Regions from separate parts of the Mus musculus genome. Here regions 2, 3 and 4 are each linked to region 1. Evidence: chromatin contacts called from public HiChIP or PLAC-seq and promoter capture Hi-C data. All regions are on one chromosome and are shown on one strand. The core of a region is the stretch at or near the end of the contact, and the rest is flanking DNA. Distances in the headings are between cores, read along the strand shown.

Region 1 (2,700 bases), core at 86-2,585:
CAGTTTCCTAAGATGTCTTTTGGCTTGTAAATGATTCTCGGGCTAATCTTGCTTAGTTTGCTTTGTTTTTCCTGGAATTTCATATAAACAAAACCACCCAGTATAGTGTCTTGTATTGACTTCCATTTAGCATTTTTCTTTTGTTATTTATCTCATCAGGGAAAACTTATTTCTTTGATCACAGAGTAATATTCTACTGTAGACTTATCATGACTTGCTCACCCATTCCCTAGCATTCCCCCTGCAGCCCTTGAGATGGTCACAGTCCCGATTATAGCTTTGTGCTATAATAAACATAATATAATTATATATCATATTATATAATTATAATAGAATCAGTGCTATGATCACACTGATTGATTTTCAGGATGATTTGATTCACAGAACGAATCCTGTGTTCCCAGGTTCAACTCCCCTGGTTATGTATTAGCTTTTTAAAAATGTTGTTGAATTTGATTTGATAAAATTTTGTCTGTGTCTTTGTGCCTATGTTTATGAAGGATGTTGACCAAAAAATCCCCCCCCCCCCAGCCTCCCGGGTCTGAGGTCTTTAGTCAGGATAAAACCGGTCTTAAATAAATTCAGATAATGTATTTTGCAATTCTTTGCGGAATGTCGAGAAACATTACACTATACACAAAATGGTAACCTGGCAGGTGTCGTTTAAATGTACATATTTAATATATAAGTGATTTATTTGTTCCTACATTTCTCGATTTCCCCTTAGTTTCCACAACAAACATTTATATCAATTATAACAATTATTCACACATAGCTGAATAATTGGCTGAATTCATATATGACTTGTAACACAGACTTAAAGAAAAACAAAAAACAAAACAATTAGACCAAGGAACTATGGGGATGGGGGATGGTATTTGCTAGAGATGGAACTGAGAACCTTAGAAACTGTGGAAACTCTTCCAGAACAGACCTTCCTACCCTGTATAGACCCGCACCATGAACACCCGTTACAAGCTTTTATAAGTAACAATTGTACAAGGCACCCCGTGGCCCTATTTACTTTATAAAGTTAACCCAGCATTACTTAATACTAAACTTTTTTTTCCTATGAAGATGCACAATGGTTTAATCCAAAGAAGGCACGTCAAACAATGAAACTCCAAGTTAGTGCAGCCTGAAGGATACTAGTTGAACTGGGCATGCTCAGTCGCCAGGCAGATTTTTTTTTTTTTTCCCAGTGAAGTGGAAACTACAACTGCGCGTACCGGGTGAACGGGGGTGGGCGTGCCCTCGTGGAATTTAGAACGTTCTCTTAGCCAATGGGGCCTCGCGGCTGGCTGGCAGGGCTCGCCATTGGGGGACCGGGATGCGAGCGAGTGGAGCGCCGGGGGAGGAAGCGGAGGTGCAGGTCGGAGAGGCCGGGCTAGCCGAGCCCATTGCGGGAGTAGCAGCAGCGGCCAGGCAGCATCCAGCAGTGTGCCAGGCGGCCCAGAACATTGCTTTACTTTTTTTGCTGCACCAACGTAGTCATTATGCCGAAGAGAAAGGTAAGTCCTGTAAAGGGGGAAAAAAAAACCCTGCTCGCAGGCCCTCGAGTGTGTTTGGAGTAAGCCCCCTGCGCTGCGATGAACGCGGCGATGCGCCTAATAACTCAGGCGCTGGGCACGGCCGCTGCCCGCTCCTTCTGCAAATGCCTGTTGCTGACCTCGCTCGCCCCGCACGGAGCTCTGAGTGTTACTTTCCCTCCAGGGACGTCCTCCCCTCTCCATCAACTCCTGCTTGGAATGGTTTCCATCTCTTGCCAGCAGCCAGGGCGGGTATCCATCCCCCTCGCAGGAGTTTCCTCTTGGCAAACTCAGGTTGTTCTCAGGGTGGAGGGAAAGCAATGAGAGGAGTCTCCCGGGCCAGGGAAATCGAAAAACGTGGAAGCACTCAGAGGAGCTAGGCGGGGTCCGGAGTGTCCCCTGGGCCGTGCCCTGGGCGAGCGCGATGCGGGCGGAAGGCCGGGAGAGGGAAAGCCATGTTTCCCTACGCCAGCCCTGCTGCGCCGCGGACCCGTATGTACCCACTCCGGTGTCAATCACCAGCCGCGAGGGCGGGCGGGGCAGTGCGCAGCGCCGGGTAGGCTGCAAAGAAGGGGACTGGTGCCAAGCTCACTGACCCTGCCAAGGTCAGGGGCCACCAAGCCCCTGCCACTGTCCCACCCACGACCCCACGCTTGGCCAGGCAGGGAACCGAGGTCTTTTTAGTCTCTCCTTTGCCCCTGGTGGGTTGTGTCCCCTCCGCGCAGGGACGTCATGAGCCACACGTGGGGCCACACAGCTCCCTCAGGGTGGGGCTTCGACTTGTCATTGGACTGGTGAAGGAAGGGCAGATATTTTTCTACCCCTCCCAGAGAAAAGCGATGTGTGAGGATTGCGTCCTAAGAAAAAAACCTTCCTGCCACCTGCCCAAAGGACCCAAGTCAACCATCTTGGCCATTAAAGTTGAAACTTGGTTAATACCGTTTTCTCCCGAAGACTGTGCACTGTGTGTGTGTGTGGTTGCTTTATTTAAAACTATCAAAGCTTTAAAATTTTTAGAAGCTTTTGCTTCCTTATGCATCGTCACTAAGAATTTTATTATAAACAACTCCACTCCTTTAAAATGTATTTTATTACATTGATTGATTGATTGATTGTATTCACAGGAGGCACTGACACCCAGATTGCAGTAGTAGGCTCTCTCCTATCGTGT
Region 2 (2,700 bases), core at 42-2,541, 490 kb before region 1:
AATAAAGGAAGAAAGGGAAAGACAGCCACCATGAAACTCCTGCGGCTTTTGATTTGGAAGGAGGCTCAGACTTGGTTTGATGGTTTCTTTATAACATACATGGCATGGGAGGAAAAATAAAAGGTTGTGCATAGCTCCTTCCTGTTTAAAGAGAATATTGTTTCTAGTTTGCAGACAGAGGCAGGAAAATTAGTGAGGGGAATCCAATCATGATAATTGAGAGACTTTCTTCAGAAAAAAAAAATCTTTAAAATTCTTCACCTTTTCCCTTTAATAAGAGGCTATCTAGATTTGATTGGATGGGAAGGAGACCTCAAAATATGTAAAGGCTGATACTTCAAAGAATAAAAGTTTAACCAGGGGGTGGGGGTGGGGTGGGGTGGGGTGGGCAGATAGCACCATCCTGAACTACATAATAAGGCCCTTTAACCTGAGATCTACCTACAACATAGGCCAGTTCTCTTATCTCTTTTTGAAATACGATTCTTCATTGCAATGCACTGGAAGCTGAAATACTTTCACAGTTAAGAAAGTCCTCCTGATCTACAAATCACAGACCACTTGGTGGAAGGCTTCAAAATCTGTTCCTACCCGCTTCAACCTGTCTTATCAAATTAATTCTGCTCCAGTATAAAGACTCTACCTTGAAACCACACATGTGACTGGAAAGTGTCAGCGAGTTTGTTTTTATTCATTTGTAGCTAGTAAGGTTTGACTGAGTCAGTACTGGATTTTGTCCCTGTAAGAAGCTTTCCAGTTTTTTTTTTCCAAAATAGATGCTGGTCTTTGGGTCACAGTGGTGGGGTGAGGATCTTAGGAGCCTCATTCTTGGAAGAAGAAGCCATGGTTTCTCAACCTTACTAGTGCTGCAACCTTTTAATATAGTTCTTCATGTTGTGGTGAGCCCCAACCATCAAATTATTTTCACTGACACGTCATAACTGTATTTTTAACTACTGTTAGGAATTGTAATGTAAATATCTGCACTTTCTGATGGCCTTTGGTGACCATCTGACAGGATCATTAGCCCCCCCCCCCCCAAGGGAACAGACATGACCCGCAGGTTGAGAACTGCTGGATTAAGGAGTGTGTGTGTGTGTGTGTGTGTGTGTGTGTGTGTGTGTGGCCCAGCAAGGCCAATTATAGCCTTCCCTGGAACTGATAAATGAGCACTAAGTTGAAAACATTCTCTCTTCCCAGCCAGGTCTCTAAATTGGAGCGGCAGAGGACAGGGTCACACTCTATGGAGATCTGCAAGGGGAGGTGACCAAGCATAAAAGACTTGAAAGTGACAGGAAAAAGAACTGAAGCAGAGCGATCTCTAGATCCCCTGGTCCCACTGGAAGTGTCACCACTGGGGGTGGAACTGCTGCCAATATGTACAAAGACTCCATTTCAAATTCTTCCATTTTGGTTTCTACAATTTGAAGCTTAAAACATGTCATTTTTAAACTTGTAGGCTTTTGTTTTTTTTTTTTTTCCAACTGCTTCAGTTGTGTTAGCTTTGAAACATTCATAGGCTCACACACAAACTCCAGGGGAAGGACACCAACTGGGTCTGGACCCCTTCCAGTCAGTCACCCCCTGTAATCATCCCCACCCCCCAAAAACAACGACCTCACCATCCCAATAGGTTTTGTTTGTTTATTTAAATTTTTAAATTTTTTAATTTTTGCCTTTTCTAGAAGGCTCTATAGAGGAAACCATATAGCACGTGGCCTTCATTATGCACAGGAATTAGCAAACTTTTGTGAAGGGACAAGTAGTAGACATTGTCAGCTTCGAAGGACACTTTGGTTGCTCTTGCTACTATTCAGCTCTGTCACCATAGCTTGAGAGCAGTCACAGGCAATCCGTAAATAGCTGGATCTGGCTTGCAAGCCAGATAGTCTACTGACCCCCCGAGTCAGGAAGCACAAAGCAGAGGGGCTCCATCCACATCCGACCCAGATGAAGTTTATTCCTTTGGATGGCTGAACAATGTTTTACAGTGTGGCTGTCTGACAGTACCTTTGTCCATTTAGAAGGGGAGACACATGGGAGTGTGCTTGAGGCTCAGTGGCTATGAATTAACATTGAGCTATGAACTGAATGTTTCCCCCACATTTGGAATGGAACTCGATCATCAGTGTACAGAGGTAGAGCCTTTGGAGCTCTTTAGGTCACAATGGCTCCTCCTTCATGAACGAGATGGGGGTCTTGACAAGAGAGACTTTGCTTAGGCGTTTTCCTTAGGAGGACGCAGTATTCACCCACTCTGAGAGGAGGTCACAGATGGGCTCTCAATACTTACCACACCTGCTAGACTCTTCGGAACGTCCTGGCTTCCAGAAATGTGCCCTATCAGGGGCCAGCTGAGCTGGTTACATGGTGGTGGTTTTAAAGCTGGTAAGTCAGTGATAATTTGTTACAGGAGCTGGTTGTTCCTGTATGGAACAGACTAAGCTCTATAGTGCTTATTTTTAAGGCAAGTCCTTCAAGTTATTAAGTTAAACCAAAGTCGTACATCATGGTTCTCTTCTTACATACATTCTTTAATGTCACATGTTATCCTGTGTGGGAAGTCTGGGCCACTTTCCCAAGACTCTGCTCTGACTGGCAATGCTGTATGTTTAGAACATGAGACATTCCCATTTCCTATTGACACTTGATTTGGGTAATACTCTACATCCCAATGAAAACACACTAGTTTATTAACAA
Region 3 (2,700 bases), core at 88-2,587, 420 kb before region 1:
TGTCTTTAAGTTTTCTATCAAGATTACATGTTTACTTCCCGAAGAAAAAAGGCAGCCAGGCATAAAATATGAATTTACGATGCCACTATTTGGAGAGATTCTCTCCGCAAATTATATACAACTCATACATGTGCTTCCTGTTAATTAGAGGATACTGTGTGGAAGAGCTGTTCCAGCAAAATCTGCTAAAATCGTCAAACCCCACCATCGGGAGGAAATCCTGCTGACGACGGTCTTTTCCACAGCAGACTGTAAGACTGCTGCCTGAGGCAGCACCTTCAAAAGGCTTGAGGTGTGGTTCTGCAGCCCTGTTTCTGGAGTTTGCTGTTCCCACCTCTCCCCATCAGTCAACTGGTAACTGTGAGGAGTGACTGAAGAGCTGATTAACAACTATTTACAGCTGAAAGATCACGCGGGGGGGGGGGGACGACAGCAGGCCATTTTCATAATTATATTTTATATACAGTAATTGCAGGCTGTGATATGCTCACGTTGCCACAGAGGGCATAAATTAATGTAATGCACTGAAGTGTTCTAACCCTGCACTGTGTAGACCAGGCTTCTGTTGTGGGTTGGCCACCATCAGCTCATCAGATCCTTCCTCCCTCCTCATGAAGGGAGTCGTCTGGCTTGGCCTCACCATCCCCCTGCCTCAGTCTTCTAGGTGGTAGCATCAGAGGCCAGGGCCACCATACCCAACTAGTGTTACTTCTCGAGGATAACCGACAACCATCAACTTCAGCTGGACACTGGAGGTTTCATTCCAGAGCAAAGTGCCTCCAGGAGCTCTGCTGGCCAGCTCAAATCTCCCCGGGAACTGCCCGCAGGCTACTCTCTGCACTGCAGGTAGACATAATAACCATCTTTGATTTGCAAGTGCTTCTAAATTCTGGTCTCTACATAGAACTTCTCTACATCTTCAGCCTCAGAGTTCTCCATCCCATTTTGATAGTAGACAAATTAAAACCAACAAAAGAGAGAGAGAGACAGACAGACAGACAGACAGAGACAGACAGACAGAGACAGAGACAGTGGGGAATGGGGAAAGGAAGAAAAACTCCATGTCTCAGGACCCCCCCCCCCAAGCTCCTAGGATGTTCTATTTATCGCCCTAGGAAATAAAGAAAAACTCAAGGGCAAAACCAAGGCCTCTCCAATCAGGTCTAGTACAAAGGCTCCCTGGGCTGTAAGGCCAAGACAGCCAGAAGGCATGTACCTTATGAGGAGAGTTACTGAAGCTAGTGACGGGAGCCAAGAACCTCAAGCCCAGCGTCAGAAACACAAGAGGAAGTTTGAATGAACTGCGTCCAGACAAAAAGGGAGTGTCTTGCAGGTTGAAAGGCAGCCGCTGAGTCAAGGAGCAACTCTGCAGGAGGGGGAGAGAGACTGAGGCTTTCTCCATCACATGCTTACTCACCTAACCGCAAAGGCTCTGTATTACTCGATTTTACTTTACACTCTCAGTTTAAAAATCTTTCCGAATACACCACATATGTTCTCTATTGTTGAGCCCAGTAAGCTGAACCCAAATATACCAACCTGATCTAATCTGCTCTGGCACAAGCAGGACTTTCGTTTACATGCTCTGATAGAGCACGCTGACATTCTCAAGAGGCCACTTAGGGGTAAAAATCTGGCTTTCCTATCCACACTAGCCTAAACCCGCGCCCTACAAGTCTACAGATCTGCCCTTACGAATGCAGCAGCCAGCTCTCGGCGCCACTCCGAGTCAGCAGTAGCTCCGAACACTCTGCCTATATAAGCCAGTGCACCCTCCTGGGCAGCTGAACAGGCAGGCCTAAGGGCAGTGAGTCAACTGTGCCTCCCTCCCAGGACTCCAACTTTACCCCAGCAGACTGACACTCAAAAGAAGGAATAATGCAATAAGCTGTCTTCCTAACACAGATTCTTCAAGCCACTTACTTAAGAAGCAGTGAAACAAATCATGTTCCCAAAGCTTTTACGTTTTAAAGCAAACTCGATTTGCAAATTCATTCCTGTTGGTTTTCTGAAGTGTCCATAAACTCTTGATTAGCTTTTTATATACATACATAGAGTGTTTCAGAAACAATTTCAATGTATCCACTCAAATGCCAAATTCTCTACTAGAAAATCTGCAAGAGCTAAAGGCATACAGGCCAGTCCCTGACCCAGAAGAAATTAGAATTCCTATAAATCACAGGCAGAAGGCCCTGAGAGCCACCCTACAGGTGGCATGGTAGGCTGAAATTGAAGAGCCCTCCCACTTTGGACAGCAAGAAGAGAGAGGCAAAGGGAGCGTGGGGAAACAGCCCTGCCCCATGCTTTGAAGAGCGAAGGGAATGGGACTGCATGTCACATAGGGAGTCCTCAGACAAGGTGGAGAGGACCACAGGACCAGCCAGGGTGGAGGAGAAGCCTGGTGTATTTATGGCGAGAGAAAGCTACACAGACAGACCAGAAACAGGTCAGACTGCCCAGGTGCCAGGTCAAGCATCCAGACATTTGGGTGTTAACACTGAGGGCCAATGGGACTCTGCCAGGCCCTCTGACCCTCATACAGAGACTTCATCTCATTAACAGAATGACTTTTTTTCTTTTAAATGGAAACAGAATTCAAAGGGTAAATTATTAATCATCTCATCTCTGTTAATTATCTCTTAGAACCAGGTGCTCACTAGTAAAAGGTCACCACGAGACGGAGCACGCAGTCTCCATCCG
Region 4 (2,700 bases), core at 132-2,631, 450 kb before region 1:
AAAATGGTTTCAAGGATGGGACGCAGGCAGCTTAGAGAGGAATGGGTTTCTGCAAGGCCAGTTTCTAATAAAACATAGGGCAGGTTCAACGTTTTCTCCCTGATGGTGTCGCCCAATTACCTGTCAGTCATTAAGGAAGTTGACCTATCACGGGGAGAGTACTTTCAGGTGAGTGAGGCAACTGCAGACGAATCAGAAAATAAGAGGATCCACCACCACAGAACTGATTGGCTCAGAGCAATCATGCAGTCCCCATTATTCCCATGTCCTCCAAAGACACCTTCTCCAGGTCAGACGAAGTTACTGATTGTGTGTGTGGCTTTGTCACAGTGATGCATCAGGTAAGCAGGCGAGTGCTGAGTACCAGGGGGTGCTCCAAACGCAACTCCATCACCTTCTACTTTTTACCTCTAAGGTTCCGCCTATTAAACACAAGAGGGGAAAGGCACGGTCATTACACTGCATCGACAAGAACGCTTGCCTTTCGCAGTGTTTTGTTTTTGAAATGTCAGGAACAGATATGAGGGAGGTTATAATGACTCACCCTGTTACTGAGAGGGCGAAGTCTCGGCTTTTAAGCCAGAGCCTCGACTTCAGTCCTACCCACCCAACCTGCAAACAAGCAAAGAAAAGCTCCATCTCTCTGCAGCCACCAAGTCTCCTTCTTTGAACACTGCTGTGCTATTAGCTCACAACAGGTGGCTGTGACCTCCCAGGAGCATGAAGAGGTACTGCTTAAGGGTGGCCCTGGATGAATGACATCATCAGAATGGCCACATCATTCATAACGCATCACCACCCCTGTTGTCCAAGTGCCACTCTGTCTGTCCCCATGACCCAATTAAACAAGTGTCACCAAGAAGCCACTGCAATTTGCTCCAATATAGCCAAAGGGTGTGCAGTGCAATCAGCAGTTATGGATTCTGAAAATCACCCCTTGTCTTAGTGACCTGGGAGCAAAAGTCTCCATACCAGCTGCTGAATCTTTAAAGAATCTGTGCCTTTGGAGAAAATGAGACCAGAGATGGTGTGTACTCAGTATCTTCTATGAGGTTTTGACACAGCCTACTGGCTTCTGCCTCTGGAAGGTAATCCTTGCCCCAGGCTTTCCCCACCACACACACTGCCCCATCCCCCAATTCTCTGAAGATAAATCTGGATTGTTTAATATATTTGGGTGGAATATTTTATATAAATACTAATTTTCCTAACAAATATTCAAATGTCTGACTGGCATAAAAATAGTCTTAAGAACCTGTAAATACTTTCTGTGTGGGTGTGCCTCTGCTAAAAACCATGTGCATAGGAACCACCCACAAGCCATCTGCGGGCTTGCTGATGTAAAACAAGGCGTGTTCTCATGGTGGAGGCTCTGCTGCAGGTGCTGCAGCGGGGCTACTATTACTGAAAGCCTCTGTCTCCTCTCACAGGGGCTTCAGATGGTACCTGTCCTAGGCAGCCTCAAAGGACCCGCTACTTCGACAAAGCTTCCAGAATGCACTGCAGGTTCGGCTGCATTAAAATAGATACTTTAGAATTCAGCCTCCACTTGAGCTATAGCCAAGCCTCAGTTACTGTGTATGTCTATGAGGATTGTAAGGCGCACTGGAAAAGTGTCAATATGGTTGGCTCTGGCTAGTGAGTTTAATATTCTATTTTACACATATTTACTTCTTTACAATTTAAAAAAATAAGCCTAACTGACTTTTCTAGTCACAAAACCAGTCTTTTTAAATGAAATAACCAAACTATTAACTTACTTGGTTTTTATTTTTAAAGTAAATCTTGTGCTTTATATGGCTATGAAAATATTCATTATTCCTAAGTCTTTGCACAAAACAGACTCAGGTTCTTCACATTTTCCAAAAGGTATGATGCGATACGAGGCTTTAAAAATACTCAGGTTGGATTAGGAAGTGTGACACCTCTTTCAGGTCTGATTTGAGATGCCTCTCAAATGTGGCTCTGCTTCCGCCATTTCATAAAGCTGCTGCCCCTTGGCCTTGTGGGGCATCCATCCCACATCCTTGCCAGGACCCCCGCATTCTCTAGTCTCTCCAGCACACAGCCCCTGCACTTCTGTGCCCCACCATGGTTCAAAGCATCTCCAGGTGAGTGGGATGCTTCAATCACGACATCTATGCAAACTGGTGTGATGCTGTGTTAAGAAATGAGGAGAGGAAAGCCCAGCCCTGGGCAAAGGCAAGGGGGATCGCTGGGAGTTCAAGGCTAGCCCAACAGACATAATAAGTTCTAAGACAGTCAGCCACAGAAAGGCACTGTCTCAAAAGAAACAACAGCAGGCTTGGTGGCGAGTGCCTTTAATTCCAGCATTCAGAAGGTAGAGGCCAGTGGATCTTGGTGAATTCCAGGTTATCCTGGTCTCAGAGAGTGCAGGACAGCCCCAGGATGACACAGAGAAACTGTTGTCTCAAAAAAATGAAAAAATAAAACAGCAACAAAAAACAAAAGAGAAATAAGGCCAGGAGAAAGCTTTTCATGATCAGTACAGATGTGATTCCCCATCTGTGACCAAACAAATCATAAACGTGAAAGGTACAGACACAGGGGTAAAACACAATGTGAATTTATAATTTAAATAAAAACTAGCTACCTATTTTGCTACCTTAAATTCCTCTTCAGAGAACAGGGCTATCAATTAAAAGTAAACTAATATTTTGATTTAAAGAAGTTAAAATT

What was found. Promoter capture Hi-C pulls out the DNA fragments that hold promoters and counts their contacts. HiChIP or PLAC-seq counts read pairs in DNA pulled down with a chosen protein or histone mark.
Region 2: a promoter capture Hi-C map of liver shows a contact between it and region 1, with 3 times the contacts expected there. The contact joins the enhancer-like site here to the promoter of Hmgn3 in region 1. A contact is called at or near these places in 10 of 39 promoter capture datasets (the 3T3-L1 cell line, the C10 cell line, cranial neural crest and 5 more), 1 of 115 datasets of contacts at active chromatin or transcription factors (large pre-B cells) and 1 of 9 other capture datasets (adipose tissue).
Region 3: a contact with region 1 is called in an HNF4G HiChIP or PLAC-seq map of pancreatic cancer cells. The contact joins the enhancer-like site here to the promoter of Hmgn3 in region 1. A contact is called at or near these places in 4 of 39 promoter capture datasets (the C10 cell line, cranial neural crest, maxillary cranial neural crest and 1 more), 1 of 15 datasets of contacts at CTCF or cohesin (large pre-B cells), 2 of 115 datasets of contacts at active chromatin or transcription factors (astrocytes and pancreatic cancer cells) and 2 of 9 other capture datasets (adipose tissue and macrophages).
Region 4: a promoter capture Hi-C map of hippocampal neurons shows a contact between it and region 1, with 3 times the contacts expected there. The contact joins the enhancer-like site here to the promoter of Hmgn3 in region 1. A contact is called at or near these places in 15 of 39 promoter capture datasets (the 3T3-L1 cell line, 3T3-L1-derived adipocytes, the C10 cell line and 10 more), 1 of 484 Hi-C or Micro-C datasets (palatal mesenchyme), 1 of 115 datasets of contacts at active chromatin or transcription factors (cardiomyocytes) and 3 of 9 other capture datasets (adipose tissue, liver and macrophages).

Annotation. Positions count from the first base shown.
Region 1 is chr9:83,145,242-83,147,941 of GRCm38.p6, reverse strand. Hmgn3 (high mobility group nucleosomal binding domain 3) reads left to right here and starts at 1,335. Exons shown (of 6, transcript NM_026122.4): 1 at 1,335-1,511. The coding sequence starts at 1,497.
Region 2 is chr9:83,633,387-83,636,086 of GRCm38.p6, reverse strand. No RefSeq gene overlaps it. Among named protein-coding and RNA genes, the nearest start is that of Gm36120, 47 kb to the left of the region's middle. Within about 2 kb of position 1,291, at least 4 of the 459 cell types and tissues checked have an H3K27ac peak or open chromatin away from gene starts, as enhancers often do.
Region 3 is chr9:83,562,993-83,565,692 of GRCm38.p6, reverse strand. The region is part of intron 1 of Sh3bgrl2 (SH3 domain binding glutamic acid-rich protein like 2); the gene reads right to left. Among named protein-coding and RNA genes, the nearest start is that of Gm39384, 8.8 kb to the left of the region's middle. Within about 2 kb of position 1,337, at least 104 of the 459 cell types and tissues checked have an H3K27ac peak or open chromatin away from gene starts, as enhancers often do. A contact at or near this core is called in pancreatic cancer cells, where this site is marked.
Region 4 is chr9:83,594,947-83,597,646 of GRCm38.p6, reverse strand. It overlaps Sh3bgrl2 (SH3 domain binding glutamic acid-rich protein like 2), which reads right to left. Exons shown (of 4, transcript NM_172507.5): 4 at 1-422. The coding sequence ends at 411. Among named protein-coding and RNA genes, the nearest start is that of Gm39384, 23 kb to the right of the region's middle. Within about 2 kb of position 1,381, at least 15 of the 459 cell types and tissues checked have an H3K27ac peak or open chromatin away from gene starts, as enhancers often do. A contact at or near this core is called in hippocampal neurons, where this site is marked.